Linked DNA regions of Mus musculus: region 1 is linked to region 2. The links are chromatin contacts, called in public HiChIP or PLAC-seq maps. All regions are on one chromosome and are shown on one strand. Each heading gives the region's core, a stretch centred on a gene start, on an enhancer-like site or on the middle of the called end of the contact. The rest is flanking DNA. Distances are from core to core; before and after follow the strand shown. Region 1 overlaps Galk2 (galactokinase 2). Region 2 has its middle 7.8 kb from the start of Shc4.

Region 1 (2,951 bases), core at 351-2,850, 200 kb before region 2:
GTGGCCAATCACTTCTGACTGGACTTAAGGCTTGCTCCAGCCTGTACTTGGAGTGATTACTGGGTCCAAGAACCTAATGCTAGACAGGCTTTAGGCCCTGGGGGAGAACTTACTCTATTATTCTGCTGAATAGACATAGTACTAAACCAATTTCTAATTATTTAGTATTATTGTATCCATAAATTACTACATCTCTCAATTCATACCAGAAAAACTTCCTTCTCCAATAGAGGCAAAGACCCACAATTTGTCAAGTTGACAACAGTAAAAGGCTGTAGAATTCTCAGCATTAATGGGACATCTTATCATAATCCTTCTTCCCAATGCTCACTGAGAAAGAAGAGGTGGAGAGAATCTAAGAGCCAGAGGCAGTACAGGACTAAAATGAAACCGTGGTTTCCAAACACAACATAGTAGTTGTGAGATCAACTCACAGCAGTGTGACAGCAAGCCACACAACACCTGTGTAAGCTCAAGTCAGATAAAATCTCAGCATGGAAAGGGGAGGTGGGCGTGATGTTCCTCCCCTACCTAAGAAGTGATTGGCAATTGACAACTGCTGGGAAATGTAGTAAATTTTCTTGAAGTCAAATTTAAGAGTGTGGCCCCTGGTCATTCAACCATGCTCCAGTGTATGGCCAAACCCTCCAAGAAAAATAGGACTCAGTGGGTTTAGTTGGGGTTTGTAGTTTAGAGTATTGGTGTCGTCGTTACTTTTGGTTCAGTTTGGTTTGGTTTTTGAGGCAGAATCTTACAATGTCACAACTGCTAGCCTGAAACTCATTATGTAGACCAGGCTGACCTCTGCTTCCCCAATAATGGGGGGATTAAAGGCATATACTGCCACCCAACATGAACTTCAGGGTTTAAAAAAAGACAAATTTGGCTGGTTAAGGGGTGGAGTGTGATTACTATCAAAAGACACGCCATTAAATTCTCCAAGAACTAACTGAGAAAAAGGAACTGTGCCTGCTTTTAAGCAAATTAAGTCTTATTTATGAGAAAATTTGGTTTTTAAAATGTGTTTTAGCTATATCATCTTGGAAAGCAATATGTACCAAGTAGCCAAATTCAGTTGCCAATTTCAATGGCACATATGGAGTTATACAATTAAATTCCAATGTATTTCAACTAGATGTGATGGCACATGATCATTATTAGCACCTAGGAGATACAGGCTGGAGGGTGGCAATTTTGAGGCATTCTAGACCAGTTCCAGGCCAGCCTAGGGTACACACAAGGTCCTCAGGAGACATCCGCAATAATAAGAGGCTCTGAATTTGATTAAAAACCTCAGCTACAAAAGACATGCCCTCTCTTCTAGTCAGCTCTCTGAAGACATTCCCCAAAGGGCCTGGCAGTCTCACTACTGTTTCAGAGATACAGGCTAGCTCCGGATTCTTCCTGTGTCTTTAGAAGGGAGCAGTCACAACACGAAGCTGTCACATGCATCACACTTGTTCCAGGTCACTGTGGCTCTGGCAGAGAGGCTAGAATTCCGTGTTAAGAGCCAGAAAATAAAGTTGTATATGTCTGGAGTCTCCTCAGGACACCAGCACTTACTCATCAACCTCAAGGTAGAAACAGCAGTGAGTAATCCCTCAGGGAGAACCCTGGGGCTGCCACCTCCCAAAGAGGAAGTGTGTCCCAGCAGGAAATGGTCATTGAACAAGCACTGCTTCTGCTCCATCTGTGTACTGCCAAGGTGCTATGAAGCTTAATATTACATCTCCCTTCACAATTTTAATAATTATCTCAATGAGTAGACTAAAATTTAGAAATTTAAATCTTTATTTAAAAAAAAAAAAGAAGTTCAATCCCCAAATTTTCCAGGAAGAAAAAAACAAAACAACAAAAACTTACTTTTCCTAAATTGCTGTAGCTGTACTCTTTGAACTTGACAGCCTTATAAAGCAGGAGTCAAATAGAAGACTCTATGAGAGCTACGGATGCTTTCATAGTAAGTCAATAGGAGTCAGTTTATTACCCCACCCAGTTAGTAAAATAATAGCAGAAATAGATGATGATCACTGCAGAGTCCCACAACTGATAGAGGTGCAGAGAATAGCAGACTTTGGAACACTCATCCCTAAATACTACATCGGTATCACACCCTCCTGCCAAGGCTGGGGGATTACTGCAGAAGAGAAAGCATAGCCAGGGGCAGAGGACGACTACAAGTCAACAGTGCTTTCCGGAAATGGGCATTTGTTTAACATGTCTCTCCACTTCCACATTCTGTTTTACCTGAGATATGAACTGCATCCATCTTGTTAATTTTTGTGTCCCTAACTGGCTGACATGAGCCTAGGATGAACATCTATTAAATGAAGGAATGACTACTCTGTCCCAATTCTTTCTCTCTACAAGTATGGGGATCCCTCTACATACCTAAGAAGTATAAGTGCTACAAACTGTAGCGAGATCTCTGCTTACCTTATAAATAAGGAAGTAAGGCTTCTTTGAGGGTCATTTAGAAATATTTCAAAGAAGGCTAAATAAAAACAAAACAAAACTGTACTGAACATGTGGGAAGGCCCTTGAGGGTGGTAGCCATGCCCTTGTGACTGCAGGGGATACTAGGAGATGCTGAGGTAAGATATACCAGCCTTAGGCCTTACAGGGATAGTCAAGTATGGGGGAGGACACTTAATAAGAGATCAACAAATAGGGCTGGTTCCCATTAGAGAACTTTCACTAGCATGGTCCAGGAATCCTAAACTGCCAGTCTGGAATGCTGTAATCTAATACCATAGAACTTCAGCCTGGAGGCCTGTGGCCTGAGCCTTGGACCAGGACTGAACTATGCAGCCAGCACTTCCCTTATTTGCATGGCAGAGATTGCACAACTAAAAATTACATGGGTGCAGGTAAAGTACCCAGCCAGCCTGGACTGCCCTTCTCAGGACAGAGATTACAGGCCAGGAAAGGGCACACAAAGAAACTCACCC
Region 2 (2,979 bases), core at 282-2,781:
GTAATTTGTGTATTTCCCTTACATCCCAATCACAGCCCCTCCCTATTCTCCACCCAGTCTCACCCTTACAAGTCCCTTTCCCCATTTGCTCCCTCCCCTTCTCAGAGAACCTTCCATGTGTACCTCCCCACTCTGGGGCATCTAGTTCCAGCAGGACTAGGTGTATCTTCTTCCACTGAGGCCCAACCAGGCAGTCCAGGCATGGGGGAGGGGATCCAATGGCAGGCAACAGAGATGGAGACCACCCCCCACCCCACCCCCCATTTCTTACATGAAGAGGAAGCTGCACATTTGCTACAAATGGATAAGGGATCTAGGTCCAGCTCCTGCATGCTCCTTGGTTGGTTGTCCACTCTCTGTGAGCCTTCATGGTCCCTGGTTAGTTGACTCCGTAGGTCTTCTGTGGTGATCTGGACTCCTCCAGCTTGTTCAGTTCTACCCACCACTTTTCCACAGGACTTTCCAAGCTCTGCCTGATGTTTGGCTGTGGGTCTCTGTCTCAATCCGCAGCTGGATGACACCTCTCTCAGGAGAGAGACAGTTATGCTAGGATAGGCTCCTTCAAGTCGGGCAGTCATTGTTGGCTGTTGATGAATGAGTGGATGTGGAGATGCCCCATCGTAGGGTTAGAAAATGGATGTGCATTTTAGTGTGTGGGTGTGTGTTGGGGGGAGGAGGGGTTCATATTACTTATCCCAACTTCTCATTCTGCTGCAAGCTACTGGGGTGACTTGGTGCATTCAGGCAGAAGTGTTTGCCCTAGTCCAGGAGACTATGCAAAGACCAAATGTAAGGATGGTGCCTTTACCTTTGTCCCATTGGCCTCTCCCTACTGGCCAAAGGGGTGCAGCCATTAGGTCAGCCTAAAATTGCGGCTTTGGTAGAAAGAGACAGTAGACACAAGTGAATGGCTGGCTAGTTTAGAGTCTGCTGGGGATAACCGAGCCCATCTCCGGATTTCCGCCACTTCCCAACGAGGGTGAATTCTTATTGCTGCGTGTGTATCTCGTGTGCTTGGGCCCCTTCCGGACCACGGGTTCCCATCCTTTGATCTGGCTTTCACTCACTGGGAGCCCTGGCCAAAGGACGTGCCTTCTACACAACTGACCACTGTCGCAGCGACCAGGCAAGCACATTTCTATTTTCATCTCAATTCCCAGCATCTTGGGAAAGAACTTGGCTACTTCTCTGGACCAGACCCCTGCGGAGGGAGGAGAGCCTGCAGGCTCCTTCTGTAACCTTTCTTTGACTTAGACTCAGAAGACAAAGGTGATCTTGAGTGCTGCGGAGACACAGCTTCCCTTTATGCTACTACCAGGCCCCGGAGCCGACTGCTCACCAGTACTGAGGCCCCTTTGTCCTGGTGGGGGACTGTGGCCTCCCTCCCCGATCCCCTCCTCGCCAGTCGCTGTGCCTGGAGAAGCCTTTGGACTTGCCCGGCGCACACTGGCTCTTTCTTCTCGGCTCCTGCAGCTTCGGTGCAGCGCGCCTGGTCGCCTGGCCCGCCGGCTCAATCCGTGCAAAAGCTCAGGACGGCTCCTCCCCTGCCAGCCCCAGCTTCTGCCCGAGCTAAGGCCAAGGCCAATGGCAGCCCAGAACTGTAGTTCCCGCTGCCGTCCCCAGGGGTCGCAGCGATGCACCAGGAGGAGGCTTTCGCACCTAAGTAAGCAACCAGCTTCTAGGAAGTTATCCCAAGAAACAGGGATTAAGAGAGAGGGATATCATCTAAATCTTCTTGTAAAAACATCCAGACTGGCAGAAACGACGGAAGCCAGGGAGACGCTCATAAAGGTTATCTTGAACCCTTGGCTGGCATTTTAGATATTACAGTCAATCTCCGTGTAAACCTCTGTGGTAAATTATGGTGCATTTGCGCAGTGGCAGCAGATAGCCATTAAAATAACTCATCTGCAAGTGCATGAGAATTATGGGGATTTCGCCAAACGAAATGGGTAGAAAATTGTTTCTCTGTATAGCCCTGGCTGTCCTGGAACTCACTCTGTAGACCAGGCTGGACTCAAACTCAGAAATCCGCCTGCCTCTGCCTACCAAGTGCTGGGATTAAAGGCATGCGCCACCACGCGCGACTTGTTGTTATTATTAGGGAAAGAAAAAACTATGGTTACGTGTGAGGGAGAATGTGGAGATAGATGTGCTTTGCGTGAGACTAAAATGTCATCAAGGACTGTGTCTAAATTGGCATGTGGGTGAATTTAATTTTCATCTGTTTTGTTTTCGTGCCCGTCAATAAGGTACTTGTATGTAAATGAAAGGGGGGCTTACGGTGTGAAGTCAGAGAGCTGAAAGGGCTCATGGGATTCTAACAGCGGCTGGTGGAGGTCAGCCTCAGAACAGTGCTTACACGTGGCTGAGTCACCATGCCTGAGCATTTGCACTTCCACCAGGTCTGCCTTTTTCTCTGGGCCCTGCACTGCCTCTGCAAGCTGCAGGCCCCGTCCCTGTCACCTATTCTGAGGCTCCTCCAGCCACACCTCATCCCAGGCCTCTGTCTAGTGGAGGGAGTGGAAAACACAGAAAAGGCCTTGTAGAATGGATCCCTCCCCCTGAAGTTCTCTGGCCTAGGCCGGCAGCACTAAGGGGCCTCTCTAACTCTCTCTCTCACCTAGAAGCCCACTTTAGGGGAGGTAATGTGGCAGGCCTTAGCTGGAGGAACTCACAGTTCCCCTCTCAGCCTCCTGAGTGCGAGGTTACAGGCATTTGCCCATCGTGGGGTTCTTCTTTTCACCTTGATCTGATTTGTTGGAGAATGAGAAGAGAACCAAATTTCCAACCCAGGCTGGGCCTCCTCCTCCTCCTCTTTCCTCTTCTTTCTTCTTCTAATATCAGGTGGAACTGTTCCTTTCTTTCTGATACAACACAAAACTTCATCCTGTTGGCATTCAAACTCAAATCAAAAAACCTGTCACAAATTTAACCGCTTAGCTAACACAATTCACCAGTTTTTCCTAGGTTAGTCTG

What was found. HiChIP or PLAC-seq counts read pairs in DNA pulled down with a chosen protein or histone mark.
Region 1: a contact with region 2 is called in a FOXA1 HiChIP or PLAC-seq map of pancreatic cancer cells. The contact joins two enhancer-like sites. A contact is called at or near these places in 1 of 115 datasets of contacts at active chromatin or transcription factors (pancreatic cancer cells) and 2 of 9 other capture datasets (adipose tissue and macrophages).

Annotation. Positions count from the first base shown.
Region 1 is chr2:125,932,755-125,935,705 of GRCm38.p6, reverse strand. The region is part of intron 7 of Galk2 (galactokinase 2); the gene reads right to left. Among named protein-coding and RNA genes, the nearest start is that of Galk2, 68 kb to the right of the region's middle. Within about 2 kb of position 1,600, at least 46 of the 459 cell types and tissues checked have an H3K27ac peak or open chromatin away from gene starts, as enhancers often do. A contact at or near this core is called in pancreatic cancer cells, where this site is marked.
Region 2 is chr2:125,730,488-125,733,466 of GRCm38.p6, reverse strand. No RefSeq gene overlaps it. Among named protein-coding and RNA genes, the nearest start is that of Shc4, 7.8 kb to the right of the region's middle. Within about 2 kb of position 1,531, at least 176 of the 459 cell types and tissues checked have an H3K27ac peak or open chromatin away from gene starts, as enhancers often do. A contact at or near this core is called in pancreatic cancer cells, where this site is marked.